Regions from separate parts of the Sus scrofa genome. Here region 2 is linked to region 1. The links are chromatin contacts, called in public HiChIP or PLAC-seq maps. All regions are on one chromosome and are shown on one strand. Each heading gives the region's core, a stretch centred on a gene start, on an enhancer-like site or on the middle of the called end of the contact. The rest is flanking DNA. Distances are from core to core; before and after follow the strand shown.

Region 1 (7,629 bases), core at 1,661-4,160:
TTGACACATGATTTCTATTTATCTTCTAGCCCAGGATTTCCACAAAGTAATTTACTGAGCCCCTTTCTCAATCCACTTGCCCCCAACCTAGATGGAAGTGTGCCAAGTATGGAGTTTGGCAGATAGACCAGCTTTAATCCTGATTCCATTTAGTGATTTAAAACTGGCTCAGCTGGAGCCTATTTCAGCAGTAAAACCTGGCCAGTTAAATGGCCAATGAATAAAATGTTTCTGCAAGTGGTGACAACCCAGTGCCCAAGTCCCTTGAATTACACCATTTCTCGCCAATCACTGTCAGCCAGACCATTTAGGAGAGCTCCCCCCGGCCCCACCAGGGCTCAGGGCTTCATTGCTGGTGTCCATCCCTATTTAGATATCTCCAGGATGGTCCTCATCTAAGCAGCACCAGCACCATGTGACAAGTTGCTAGAAATTCTTTTTTGGTCACAACTGTAGCAATGCCACATCTTTAACCCATTGCCACACAGGAACTTCCAAGTTGCTGGAAATTCTGACTTATCAGACCTGGCACTCTGGTTTAAAAAAATCACTTCAAGTTAATAAGTCTCAATCCAAAGTAGATGAAGTACACTCAGAGGGGCTTTTGGTTGTCACCAAATGAGGGTGGGGGAAGAGGGAGGGGCTCAGAATGTCTTAGGTTCTCTAGGGCCCAAGTCAGGGATGCTTAAAACAATTCCACACGGAAAAATGTCAGGCAAAAGGTTCAGTATATTTTATCCACTTAGGGCAGTTGGACCATTAAAACATTATGAGGCTGATGAAAGTAGTAGTCTAGGTCTCAAATGCAGATTTAGCTTTGGTATTTTACCACATCCCTGGATCTACCACCCAAGGTCTCTCACTGTATGAATGTTTTTTTCCCAGTCTAGTAATACAAGAAGCAGGCAGACACAGGGATATTTTCTTTTTTTTAATTTTAATGACCGAAATAAGACAGACCTAAAACCGCAGCTTCTGGAAGAACCATTTGTTCTTGCCGGTCTTGTATCTAGAAGGGGGGAAAAAGGGACACCAGTGAGGTGAGGAATGACATTAAGACAAAATTATCTTCACGGAGAACAGTGAAACTATATCCCATCATTCACCACCAAAGCCGACTTACCTCTCCTCGAACTTGACCTTGGCCTCTCGTCGGGCCTTGCGTTTGAGTGCAGGGTCTCTGAAGACATCCTTATTGACAACAGTTTTGTCCAAGGGGATATCCACGGAGTACCTGGGGACAATGGCAGAGGTAGGAGCAGCCCATATGCTGCCAAAGCTCTCACTATCCCCACCATGGGACACTGGTTGACTCCACAGGAACTATTATCAAAAACTGCTGGAGTTCCCATAGTGGCTCGGTGGTTAACAAACCCGACTAGGAACCACGAGGTTGTGGTTCAATCCCTGGCCTCGTTCGGTGGGTTAAAGGTCCAGCATTGTTGTGGCTCTGGCTAGGTCCGCAGCTATAGCTCCGATTAGACCCTTAGCCTGGCAACTTCCACATGCCGTGGGTGTGGCCCTAAAAAGACAAAAAACACCCCACCCCCAACAAGTTTTCTTGTGGCTAAGTGGGTTAAGGATCTAGTGTTGTCACTGCAGCACTTGGGTCATTGCTGTGGTATGGGATTGATCCCTGGCCCAGAACTTAGGCATGCCTCACGTGCGGCCAAAAAGGGAAAAACAAAACAAAACAAAAAACTGCTAAAGTCCTGATGATGTTCTTTGGAAACACCCAATTTTAATAAATTCATTTACATCGAGTCAAGCCACTGAAAAACTTCATTCTTGATTTTTCACAAGTACCTACCCTCTAATAACTACTATCCTTGCGTGGAAGAGGGCAATTCAGATCCTATGTCTGAGTTTACTGTGGCTGGAAAGAAATGGAAGAATCTTTACTCAACACTTAGATCAAGACAGGAAGAGATTTTTCGATCCAGCTTGGCCAAGTCAGGCAAGTCTCTAGACAACTGGAAACCACAGCCAAGGGGACAAATTGAAGATGATGTCTCCTCCCTACACTGGAGTGGCTATAAGGGTGTCTCCTTACTCAGCCGGCCAGAGAAAGGGAAAAGGTAGAAAAAGTCACTTTCATTCCCATTCTTGAAATGCTCACCTTGTGGGCATGAGGTGATTATAATTATAAACTTTCACAAAAGACTTAATCTTTGATCTCTTGGCAATTTTCTTCTTGCCCATGGCAGCTGTCACTTTGCGGGGATAGCGATCAATTCCAGCCACCAGAGCATGGCTGTAGGGTCGGTCTGAGGTGCCATCATCAATGTTCTGATTGAGCAAGGAGTACATTTGTTATTTATAATTACTTAAAAAAAAAAAAAAAAAAGAATTACTTCGTCATTGCTATTTACACCCTGAGCTAGATGTAGGGCGTGGATAAAGAATAACCCCACCCCATAAGTCTCTAAGACCCACTATTATAAAAACCATACAAAGCTAACATTTAAGTGCTATAGTAGTATATACCCAAAGAGTAATAGCAATAAGGGTGGTATCAATCATTCCTACCAGGAAGATGCTAAGTGACTATTTTGACTATGAAACAATTCCTTGCCAGCTGCAGCACCTAACACGCTGGCCATTATTGCTACTTAAAACCTTTGGATACAAGATGCGTTGCTGCCCCATTCAACTCCTACTTTTTACTTTGCAACTTTCTCTCTCAAAAGCTCCCATGTATTCACCTCCATCCCTTAACTCGCAATGCTCAGTGGGTAAGGCTCCAAACTAAGCCTCAAATTCCAAGCTGCAGCCCCTCTACCCTCCCCTCACCGATCCCCGGGATAAGAGGGCGCACAGGCTAGTACCTTTACGATGACCGCTTTGCGTCCGGAGTAGCGACCAGCCAGGACCAGCACCACCTTCCCGGGTTTCATGAACTTGCCCATTTCTGCAGAGGAAGGAGAAGGAGTCGCTCAGGAATCCGCAAGTTCAAGCGGTGGGCCCGAACTTCAGGCTGCGCTCACTGTCGCCTCAGCTCAGGCCGCTTGCGGGTCGTGCTCGCAGGACAGGATCCGGAACGAAGCCGCCAGACCCCAAGGGACAGAAAGTGTCGACACCAACCCCCAAGTCGACCCCCAGGCCGCGGATGGCGGCGGATTGGGAAACCCTACCCAAACCTCTACTCACCAGCAGCGACCACTCGGGGATACAGCGGAAAGGAAGAAAGAGTACTTCCGCTAACCTTTCACCCCGCGGAGGGTGATCTCACTTCCTGTCCCGCCCCTCAGGCTTCGCTCCCGCCCCATGCGTAGCGCTCCGAATCCGTGTTGAGGGCGGAAGAAGCTCTTAAGGGAATAGGAAGGCTTGGCAGCCTATTTATTCAAAACAAACTTTATTAGCAGCTGCAGCAGTAGACAGGGCAAAGGAGCTGTGCCTCCCTCGGAAGGCTTTTACCGAAAGGCAGCTGTCCACCGTCCCCCTGCCAGTAGTTCCTTTGTGTGGCGCTAGGAGGTGGGGGAGGCGCAGTTTGAAATTTACCTTTTTGCCTTGGAAGAGTCGGGAACGAAATGGGACATTCATAGTGCCAACTGTGTGCCCTGTCAGGCTAAGGAGGGAGAGACGAAAATCAATCGAATCAGAGTACTTGCCTTCAACATTTAAAGTCTACTGATGTCAGAGACATAACGGACTAGAATAGGAGAGAGAGATGAAGGACTTTACGGTGATGCCAGCAGCTGTATACCTTGTGTCAGACCCAGCTTATTTACATATGTTATCTCTTTTGATCCTCATAACAACACTAGGAGATGAAGCACTGTTATCTCCATTCTCCTGTTGAAGATCCTTTGGCTTAGAGAGGTTAAGTAACTTGCCCCAAATGCACAGTTAGTAAGTGATCAAGCTGGGGACGCAGACTCAAGCAGTCTTCCCGAGCCCATGCTGTTTACCCCGTCCCCAAACTGAGCACCTACTCTGTGTCAAGCAAGATGCTAGGCACTTTAGGTAGGTCAACTGCCTTTTTAATTCTCACAACTCTGCATCTTAGGTATTCCCATCACTCATTGGAAGTGTTTATTTTTTAAAAACCTAATTTTATTTATTTTTTGGCCGCACCTGCTGGCATGTGAAAGTTCCCCGACCAGGGACTGAACCCACACCGCAGCAGGGACCCAAGCTGCTGCAGTGAGGACATAGGATCTTTTAACCAATTGCACCACAAGGGAACTCCTGGAAGAGTGTTCTTAGATGGTTCTTTTTTTTTTAATTAAAGTGTGGTTGATTTACAATGTTGTGCCAATTTCTGCTGTACAGCAAATTATATGTACATATACACATTCCTTTTTTTTTTTTTTGGCCATACCTGAGGCATGCATATGTTCCTAGGCCAGGGATCAAAACTGTATACATTTCTCTTATTTTTGCTTTTTAGGGGCCAAACCTATGGCACATAGAAGTTCCCAGACTAGAGGTTGAATCAGAGATGCAGCTGCTGGCCTGTGCCATAGCCATGCCAGATGTGAGCCATGTCTGAGACCTATACTGCAACTCTCAGCAACACGGGATCCTTAACCCACTGATCGAGGTCAGGGATCAAACCCACATCATCATGGATATTAGTAGGGTTCATTACCACTGAGCCACAGTGGAACTCCCTACATTCTTTTATATTCTTTTCCATTATGGTCTATCCCAGATTGGATGTAGTTCCCTGTTCTATACAGTAAGACTTTGCTGTTTATCAATTCTAAATGTAATGGTTTGCATCTACTAACTCCAAACTCCCAATCTATCCCACTCCCTCCCTCCTCCCACTTGGCAGCCATGGTCTGTGCTCTATTAGATGTTTTTTTTTTTTTTTTCAGATGTTATTATGAACTTTTTTTTTTTTGTCTTTTTGCCATTTCTTGGGCCGCTCCCACAGCATATGGAGGTTCCCAGGCTAGGGGTCTAATCGGAGCTGTAGCCACCAGCCTACGCCAGAGCCACAGCAACTCGGAATCCGAGCCGCGTCTGCAACCTACACCACAGCTCATGGCAACGCCGGATCCTTAACCCACCGAGCAAGGGCAGGGACCGAACCCGCAACCTCATGGTTCCTAGTCGATTCGTTAACCACTGCGCCACAACGGGAACTCCCTGAACTTATTTTCTTTAATGATTTCTATTTTTTTCCATTATAGCTGGTTTACTAGATGGTTTTTTAGGTGTCTTCCGAGTTAAAAAGAAAGAGAAACCATCTTACAGTTTATGCTCATCTGAACACTGACAAATCTATAGGATTGGTCTTGGGCAAGTTGTGGGAACAATCAAGGTTTCATCATTTCTCTTCTTGAGGCTCTCCAGGGACCAGTTACCCCTGCAGCTCTCAGGACCTTGTTTCAATGGTTTATCACCCTAACTATGTACTTAGAGTCCTATAGTCAGTGAAAATGGTTTCTGCTTTCATTTGGAAGATATTTCAGAGTTGGAAAGGACCTCAGAGATCAGCTTCTCTGTCCTCTCAAAGATGAGAGGACAGTTCTAGAGCAGCAAAGTCAGAGTTGGTGGCGCAGAGCAGGGTCCCCCCATTCCCAAGCTGGTGCTTTTCCCACCCCGCCACACGACCCTGGCCTCTTCCACCTCCATTGTCTTCTCTCAGCCTCCTGATCTGCTTCTGCCTCTTTTGGTTTCTCTCTTGGAAAATAGAAACCAAACCCTGAAATCTTATTGTCTTGAACTCTTCTCTCATACTAAAACTCTTCAAATCAAGCCAGCAACTAAATCCTATGAATTTTTTTTGGCTTTGCCCGCAGTGAACTGCCACAGCAGAGACAACACTGGAGCCTTAACCTGCTGAGACACTGGGGAAATCCCCTAAATCCTGAGTTTGCCATGTATTTTAAATCTTTTTTTCCTATCCTTTTTCACCTGCTCCCTAACTGATCCAGCCTCAGTCCTTTCTCTGGTCCCTCCTCAAAATTTTGTGTGGGTCACAATTGCTTGGGATGCTTATCAAAGATGCATCACCATGGAGTTCCTGTTGTAGCTCAGTGGGTTACTAACCTGACTAGTACCCATGAGGATGCCGGTTTGATTCCTGGCCTCACTCTGTGGGTTAAGGATCCATGTTCCCATGAGCTGTGATGTAGGAACCAGACATGGCTTGGATCCCGCATTGCTGTGGCTGTGGCCCCCAAGAGACAAAAAAAGAGAAAAGAAGAGGGAGGGAGGAAGAAAGAAAAGAAAAGGAAGAAATGATACTGGGGTGATCCAGGGTTATACCATATAGCTATAGCACTTTTCACCCACCCCCCCATATGGTATCCAGACAAGTGAATTGAAAAATGCCAATTCCAAAAGTGGCATGTGTGGTGAGATCTGCTGTGGAGATAGGACTGCAGGCCTGGGCAAGACAGGATGGTAATGCCAAGGACACTTTTCAGTGTTTTGTTCAAGTGGGGGTGGGGGGAAACACCACCAAAGCTGAGTTGACCCAGGGCAGGGCGCAGAGAAGAGGCAGAGAGGCCAGGAGCCAGGCATTGCTCAGCGAAGTACTGATCTGGATCAGATGGGTAGTTAACACCCAGAGAGACTTACACACCAAAACCAGCAGTCTCTAGAGTCTTTGCAGAGAAGCTACACAAAATATTATGATTTTATTAGCAACCACAGAAATCATTTTTCACATTTTACACTTATCCTGTTTCACACGAAGGAGGACTAATTCTAATGAATTATCAAGAATATATCTTAAATAATATTTTACTGAAAAAATTAAGTTAAAATGCACTACATAATAGTGCAGACACAAAGTGCAGCTGGCAATTTAATACATGAAGTGACGCTGAATCGGTAGTGCTGGGAACTCATTTAGTTTTTCCAGAAGGTGATACACTCTGCTTATCTTCAGTCAGTCCCAGGGCAGTATGCAAGCTGAAGAGCAAAATGAACTAAGAAGGGCTAAAGTAGACCAAGTCGGACCAATTGAGGGTCAGTCTTGCAGGGAAATGCTGAGCCCCCATCTGTCGCCAGTGATGTGCTGTGGTTCCTGCCCTCGCTGTGGTACCTCCAGACCGCCTCCACCAGCCAGCCTCCTGGACAAGTGGTGCAGACCTGGAACCCATTTCCTTCTGAGACGTCTGTGTCTATGTCTCACTGGGAGGAGCGCAGGGGAAAGGTTACTTGCCAGAGGACATGGTATCAGAGGTGATTGTCCTCATTAAGGACCAGCTCCAAAACCCAAAGACCATCGTCTGGGCCGTGAGGAAAGGGGCCACTTTGTCAGGACAGGTTTCAGCTCTTACCTCTCTACGTGACAAGGGGCTCATGTGAAAGTCGCCTTGTGGCTAACACCCTTAGAAACGCTGTTCACAGGACTCCCACTCCTGCTCTAGCCCCAAGGCACCAGCCACACGGCCACGAAGTCAGCTCCGCCAGCCTCCAGGGCCTCTCTCTGGGAGGCAAGGATGAGCTGACCACGGTTGTGCCTCAGTGTTAGACGCAACTATGGGACATACACAACCTCCCCTGACCTTGGGTCAGGAAGAAAGGGGCATCGGTGTTCCTAAAAGCAATTCCAATTCTGACCCAGGGCTGCCTCAAACCTGCTTCAAGGGGGGCCTTAGGGTGAATGTTTTCCAGGACCGGCAACTCCCTCGTGCTGTCACTCACCACCACAAAGAGCAT
Region 2 (7,629 bases), core at 1,345-3,844, 150 kb after region 1:
GCCTCAATTCATGCAAAACCCCCAATTGATCTCCCTGCTTCTACCCTTGTCCTTCATCAGATCACTGACATTGTCACTGCAGCGGCTTGGGTCACTGCTGTGGCTGGAAACTTCCACATGCTGAAAGCACAGTTAAAAAGAATACATAAGTAGGAGTTCCTGTTGTGGCTCAGTGGGTTAAGAACTTGACATTGTGTCCATGAGGATGCCAGTTTGATTCCTGACCTCACTCAGTGGGTTAAGGATCCAGCATTGTGGCAAGCTGCAGTACAGGTCACAGATGCAGCTCGTACCCAGTGTGGCTGTGGCTGTGGTGTAGGCCAGCAGCAGCAGCTCCTATTAGACCTCTAGCCTGGGGAACTTCCATATGCTTTGGTGCAGCCCTAAAAAGAAAAAAAAAAGTTTTAATTAAAAAATTAAATAAACAATCCCTATTAATGGAGGAAATTTATCAGAGAAGCAGAGAACTCTGTAGCTGTGGTATAAGATGGCAGCTATAGCTCCAGTTCAACCCCTAAGCTGGGAACCTCCATATGGCTCGGGTACGGTCCTAAAAAGACATTAAAATAAAATAAATGTAAAATAAAATAAATTGGAATTCCCGTCATGGTGCATCGGAAATGAATCCAACTAGGAACCATGAGGCTGCCGGTTTAATCCCTGGCCTTGCTCAGTGGGTTAAGGATCTGGCATTGCCATGAGCTGTGGTGTAGTTTGCAGTCCCGGCTCGGATCCTGTGTTGCTGTGTCTGTGATGTAGGCCGGCAGCTGTAGCTCCGATTGGACCCCTAGCCTGGGAACTCCATATGCTGAGGGTGCAGCCCTAGAAAAGACAAAAAATAAAAAATTAAAATTAAAATAAAATAAATAAAATACCAGCTTTATCACATACCAAACCCCCTAGTATACTTGGCTTTTTTTTTTTTTTTTTTTTTTTGCTTTTTTTAGGGCCACATATGGAAGTTCCCAGGATAGGGGTGGAATCGGAGCTGCAGCTGCTGGCCTACGCCACAGCCACAACAAGCAGGATCCAAGCTGTGTCTGCGACCTACAACACAGATCATGGCAACTCAGGATCCTTCACCCACTGAGTGAGGCCAGGGATGGAACCTGCATCCTCATGGATGCTAGTCAGAATCGTTTCCGCTGCTCCACAAAGGGAACTCCTACTTGGCTTTTTTTTTTTTTTTTTTTGTCTTCTTGCCATTTTTCTTGGGCCAATCCCACGGCATATGGAGGTTCCCAGGCTAGGGGTCCAATCAGAGCTGTAGCCGCCGGCCTATGCCAGAGCCACAGCAACACGGGATCCGAGCCATGTCTTCGACCTACACCACAGCTCACGGCAACGCCGGATCCTTAACCCACTTAGCAAGGCCAGGGATCGAACCCTCAACCTCATGGTTCCTAGTCGGATTCGTTAACCACTGAGCCATGACGGGAACGCCTTGGCTTATTTTTTAACTACATTCTGTTCCATTGATTTTCCTGCACTAAGAAAAAAAAAAGTTTTAGTTTTAAAATTTTATAATTCATTTCAACCTGAAGTGTTCCACTTTCCCTAATTATAATTGAAACTTATATAGAAATAGAAAATGGGGAGTTCCCGTCGTGGCGCAGTGGTTAACGAATCCAACTAGGAACCATGAGGTTGCGGGTTCGGTCCCTGCCCTTGCTCAGTGGGTTAAGGATCCGGCGTTGCCGTGAGCTGTGGTGTAGGTTGCTAGACGCGGCTCGGATCCCGTGTTGCTGTGGCTCTGCGTAGGCTGGTGGCTACAGCTCCGATTCCACCCCTAGCTTGGGAACCTCCATATGCCGCGGGAGCGGCCCAAGATATAGCAAAAAGACAAAAAAAAAGAAAAAAAAAGAAATAGAAAATGAAGGAGTTCCCATTGTGGCTCAGAGGGTTAAGAGTCCGAATAGTAGATCCCTGGCCTCGCTCAATGGGTTAAGGATCTGGTGTTGCCACAAGCTGCAGAACAGGTTGCTGATGCCAAACGGATCTGGCGTTTGGGTGGCTGTGGCATCGGCCGACAGCTGCAGCTCAGATTGGACCCGTAGCCTGGGAACTTCCATATGTCCCACGTGTGGCCATAAAAAGGAAAAAAAAAAAAAAAGTATAACTTTGTATTTCCTGCCGTGGCTCAGCGGGTAGCGAACCGACCTACATCCAAGAGGAGGTGGCTGCGATCCCTGGCCTTGATCAGTGGGTTAAGGATGCGGCGTTGCAGTGAGCTGTGGTGTAGGCTGCAGACTCAGCTCGGAGACTGCGCAGCTGTGTCCTAGGCCGGCAGCTTCTTGGAGCCCTAGCCTGGGAACCTCCATATGCCGCGGGTGGGTCCCTAAAAAGACAAAAAAAGGGGGGGCATAACTTTATAGGTATTAAAAACTAAATTAGAGAAGGATGGATTGTCCTGACTCCCTCCCAATTCGGTCCTTCCACTTCCCCGCCCCCCAGCACCGGCCCTCCAGCCCATGCCTGCCGCGTTTCCTAGCTCAGCCCCTAGATGCCGCAGCCGGACAGGAGAGGGTGGACGGCGACTGAACTCCCCTACCCTCAGCTGCGGCAGCTGCTGTGACGTCACATCCGGTCCCGACGGAAGTCCTCCGCTGGCCGACCGGGAAGTAGGTGAAGGCTAGGCGATGGCAATTTTGGAGGCCCTGGTCCCGGGTAGACCCACGGCCACGATGCCCCCGCGGTAGACCGGACCAGGGTAGCGGGCTCCGGGTCCCGAGGTGAAGAGCATGCGTGGCTGAACCGCGTCCTTGGAAGGGAACCTGGAAACCTTGACAGTCCCTATTGCAAACCCTCCTTGTCTTTGGGTCGTAAACCGCTTTTGCTGGGGCTAACCCCGGAAGAGGTCCGCCTGGTACCCCACCGGTCCTTCAGGGAACGGCGCGGGCGGGGATTTTACCCCTGCACCACACCAGCAAGGCAGGTGGAGCCCCAGACCGAGGGTTCAGGGCGCCGGTTTTCCGTAACATCCTTTCCTTTCCACCGCCGCAGGGATGGAGGGGTCTAAGACATCCAGCAGCACCATGCAGGTGAGCTTCGTGTGTCAGCGCTGCAGCCAGCCCCTGAAACTGGACACGAGCTTCAAGATCCTGGATCGTGTTACCATTCAGGAGCTTACAGGTTAGCGAGGACCCTTGGAAAGAGGGTGGTCAGGATCGTTGAAAGTGGGCAGCTTTGGAAATGAAGATCTTAAGGACTATACATCTGCCATAGACATGCCTCCTGAGCCTAGAAAAGTCCCTTCATCTCTCTGGCTTTTTGTTTTCTCATAGGAAACATAGAGGAGTTCTGACACTGTGTACTCCTGAGAGCTTTCTATAGCAAGGAAAGGTCCTTAGTTTTCTGCTCTTGTTGCTTCATAGTAAAGGAATGTGTATATATAATATTAAACAGCATTTGTTGAGGGCTTGCCATATACCAAGTGCATTACATGCTTTACTTTTAGTTTAGTCCCTGCAGCAACCCCTATGGAGTAGTACAGTTTTACTCCCTTGTGGAGTAGTAGTAAAGTTATCTTTTACCCATGAAGGGTTAAGGCTAAGAAAGGTTAAATAACTTACCCAGCTGGTAAGTAGAGGAACAAGGTTCTCAAAGTCCTAGGAAGTGACATAAAGCTAGAAAAAAAAGACCGAATAGGTAGGTTTTTTTGTTTTGGCTTTGTTTTTTGGCTGCACCACTTGCAGAAGTTCCTGGGCCAGGGATCGAACCCACACCACAGCTCTGTAACCAGAGCTATAGCAGTGACAACACCAGGTTCTTAACCTTAAGCCAAGAGGGAACACCTGAATAGGCAGTGTAAATAAACTCACAAGTCTGGAGTTAGCCTGCTTGGATTTTTTTTTTTTTTTTTTTTTTTTTGGCTTTTTAGGGCTGCACCCGTGGCATATGGAGGTTCCCAGGCTAGGGTTCCAATCAGAGCTGTAGCTGCTGGTCTGCAACACAGCCACAGCAACGCCAGGTCCTTAACCCACTGAGCAAGGCCAGGGATCGAACCTGTGTCCTCATGAGTGCTAGTCAGATTTGTTTCCACTGAGCCACGATGGGAACGCCCCGCTTGGATTTAAATCCTGACAGTCATTTACTAACTGAATGACTTTTTGCAAGTTACTTCACCTCTCTAAGCCTTGATTTCTTGGTTTCTTTATCGGCAAAGTATCAGATAATCTCAAGGTATTTGGAAAATTTCAAACATACAGTCAAGAAAATAGCATAATGAACTCTCTTGTATCCATCATCTAGCTTTATTTTATTTTATTTATGTATTTTTTTTTGTCTTTTTGCTATTTCTTTTTTTTTTTTTTGTCTTTTTTTGTTGTTGTTGTTGCTATTTCTTGGGCCGCTCCTTCCCAGGCTAGGGGTTGAATCGGAACTGTAGCCACCGGCCTACGCCAGAGCCACAGCAACTCGGGATCCGAGCCGCGTCTGCAACCTACACCACAGCTCACGGCAACGCCAGATCGTTAACCCACTGAGCAAGGGCAGGGACCGAACCCGCAACCTCATGGTTCCTAGTCGGATTCGTTAACCACTGCGCCACGACGGGAACTCCCCTTTTTGCTATTTCTTTGGGCTGCTCCCTTGGCATATGGAGGTTCCCAGGCTAGGGGTTGAATTGGAACTGTAGCCACCAGCCTACGCCAGAGCCACAGCAACACGGGATCCGAGCCGCGTCTGCAACCTACACCACAGCTCACAGCAACGCCGGATCATTAACCCACTGACCAAAGGCAGGGACCGAACCCGCAACCTCACAGTTCCTAGTCAGGTTCGTTAACCACTGCGCCACGACGGGAACTCCCATCTAGATTTAACAATTAGCTACTTTTTGCCATTCTTGTTTTCTCTATACCTCCACTCATCTCCCATCCCCACTCAATTATTTTGCTTTTTACCCCCCCCACTTTTTTGAAGGTAAATTCTCATGCATTGAAATGTACAAATCTTAGCTGTACATTTCGGACAAATGGGTACACTCATGTAACTTAGATCTACATTGTGATGTAGAAAGGTTTCATCTTCTCAGAAAGTTCTCTCATGTTCCTTCCAAATTATTCTGGGGAAAGGGAGTGTTAACTTTTGTTAAGGGAAACTTCAAAGTTTAATGATGAATCCCTGTGTACTCATCACCCAGCTTCAACAATTATCAATACATAGCTAACCATGTTTCATCTACAGTCCCATCCATTCCCCTCCCCCCAAATTATTTTGAAACAAATCTAAACATATAAATGTTTCAGTATTTTCATTTATTTTTATTTAGAGCCACAGGGGCAGCATATGGAAGTTCCCAGGCTAGGGGTCAAATGGGAGCTGCGGCTGCCAGCCACAGCTTCAGGAACAGCAACTCAGGATCTGAGCTGCACCTGTGACCTACACCACAGCTCACAGCAACATCAGATCTTTAACCCACTGAGTAAGGCCAGGGATCAAACCCTCATCCTCATGGATACTAGAAGGGTTCGTTGCTCGAGCCACAACAGGAAGATCCAATATTTCAGTATTTTTAGTATTTTTGAACGATAAGTTGTCTCCTTAAAGACATACCATTATACCGAAAAAATTTAACAATTCTTGGAGTTCCTGTTGTGGCGCAGTGGTTAATGAATCCGACTAGGAACCATGAGGTTGTGGGTTTGATCCCTGGCCTTGCTCAGTGGGCGGAGGATCCAGCATTGCCGTGAGCTATGGTGTAGGTTGCAGACATGGCTCGGATCCTGTGTTGCTATGGCTGTGACCTAGGCCGGCAGCTACAGCTCCGATTCAACCCCTAGCCTGGGAACCTCTATATGCCGCGGGAGCAGCCCTAGAAATGGCAAAAAAGACAAACAAAACAAAACAAAAAACCAGAAAACTTTAATTTGACTTATTGGGGGTAAGGCGAAGACAACAACAGATTCTTCTTTGTGTAAATTGTACTTTAAGGAAAAGGGGGAGGTGAGGGTGCCAATGAGGATATTTCTGATTCTTTTTTCATACTTTTATACATGCTTCTGTTCTAAGACTCTTTCTGAAAGACTCAGTGTTTTCTTTGCTCTTAGCTCCATTACTTGCCACAGCCCAGGTGAAACCAGGAGAGACCCAGGAGGAAGAGGCTAATCCAGGAGAGGTATGAACACACTGGAATGCAAAGTGGGTTTCTGCATGGTACTTGGTGCTTCTAGAGCCCCCAGACGTTTGGGATCTCTGGTTAACAAAAGACAATTCTGGAGTTCCCGTTGTGGCTCAGTGGTTAACAAATCCAACTAGGAGCCATGAGGTTGTGGGTTCGATCCCTGGCCTTGCTCAGTGGGTTAAGGATCCGGCATTGCCGTGAGCTGTGGTGTAGGCTGGCAGCTACAGCTCCAATTAGACCCCTAGCCTGGGAACCTCCCTATGCCACAGAAGTGGCCCTAGAAATAGCAAAAAGACAAAGAAAAAACAAAAAAAAACAAAAGACAATTCTGCAGTCAGGCCACTGTGGATCATTGGAGATGCAGAAGTGCACCTGAGGTCACAGGGTTACTGAAGGAGGCATCCATTTGAACATGTGGAGCAAGGCGTTTGTTTATTAGAAGTAGAATTATAAACCATTATATGTAAGACGGAATGACCTGTGTATCCACCTTGTCCCAGGGCATTCCCGATTTACTTCTGTTGTCATTGCTGATGCTTAACATCCACTCCTCTGGAGTCTCTAAAGTATCTTGGTTCAGACGTCAAATTGTGTCCATGCATTAAATAGCTAGAAAGGGTTGTCAGTGTTAGAGAACATGTCATTTTTCTAAGCTGTGCTAACATGAGTGATCATTTTCTTGTCAAAGATAGATGTCATAAGATTTTGATTAAAAAAGATTCCAATCATATATAAATTGTCTCAAAGTATGAAAAAGATAAAATTATCTACTTTGTTCTATGCCATGGCAAACTTCATTGCAGTCTGCTCTGGCTTTTTCCATGTGACATGATATAGGGCATTCTCTTCCCTACCCCGACTGGTAAGTGCTGAGAAAATGCCAGCTTAACTATAACAGAGCCTGACATAGTTAGGAAATGCTGTTCCCCATAAGAAATCAAATGGGGAGTTCCTGTCATGGCTCAGTGGTTAACGAATCCGACTAGGAACCATGAGGTTGCGGGTTCGATCCCTGGCCTTGCTCGGTGGGTTAAGGATCCAGCCTTGCCGTGAGCTGTGGTGTAGGTTGCAGATGTGACTCAGATCCCGTGTTGCTGTGGCTCTGGCGTAGGCCAGCGGCTACAGCTCCAATTTGACCCCTAGCCTGAGAACCTCCATATCCCGCAGGAGCAGCCTTAGAAAAGGCAAAAAGAAAAAAGAAAAAAAGAAAAAAAAAGAAATCAAATGGGACTTGGGATTTGTCTGTACCGGGGGTCCTTTGCACCCAAGGATTGGCTAGGGTAATACCCATTTCTTAAGTCTGTCGTTTCTCACGTCTTGTGGTTACGAGTCAAGGCTAAAGCCAAATAGTTCTGAGGAACTATTTGGTAGGGGAAATAGACTCTACCTCTAAGCTGCCAGAATTCCAATGCCCTCTTATTTCCTTCCCAGGAGCCATTTATTGAAACTCGCCAGGATGGTGTCTCTCGCAGATTCATCCCCCCAGCCAGGTGCCTACTACTCCT

Evidence for each region. HiChIP or PLAC-seq counts read pairs in DNA pulled down with a chosen protein or histone mark.
Region 2: an H3K27ac HiChIP or PLAC-seq map of alveolar macrophages shows a contact between it and region 1. The contact joins the promoter of BECN1 here to the promoter of RPL27 in region 1. A contact is called at or near these places in 1 of 5 promoter capture datasets (liver) and 2 of 2 datasets of contacts at active chromatin or transcription factors (alveolar macrophages and skeletal muscle).

Annotation. Positions count from the first base shown.
Region 1 is chr12:19,891,292-19,898,920 of Sscrofa11.1, forward strand. It overlaps RPL27 (ribosomal protein L27), which reads right to left and starts at 2,911. Exons shown (of 4, transcript NM_001097479.1): 1 at 2,829-2,911; 2 at 2,120-2,289; 3 at 1,124-1,234; 4 at 919-1,009. The coding sequence starts at 2,909. The coding sequence ends at 961. It overlaps RUNDC1 (RUN domain-containing protein 1), which reads right to left. Exons shown (of 5, transcript XM_021066967.1): 5 at 6,568-7,629.
Region 2 is chr12:20,039,376-20,047,004 of Sscrofa11.1, forward strand. BECN1 (beclin 1) reads left to right here and starts at 2,595. Exons shown (of 12, transcript NM_001044530.1): 1 at 2,595-2,732; 2 at 3,004-3,132; 3 at 6,051-6,118; 4 at 7,556-7,614. The coding sequence starts at 3,006.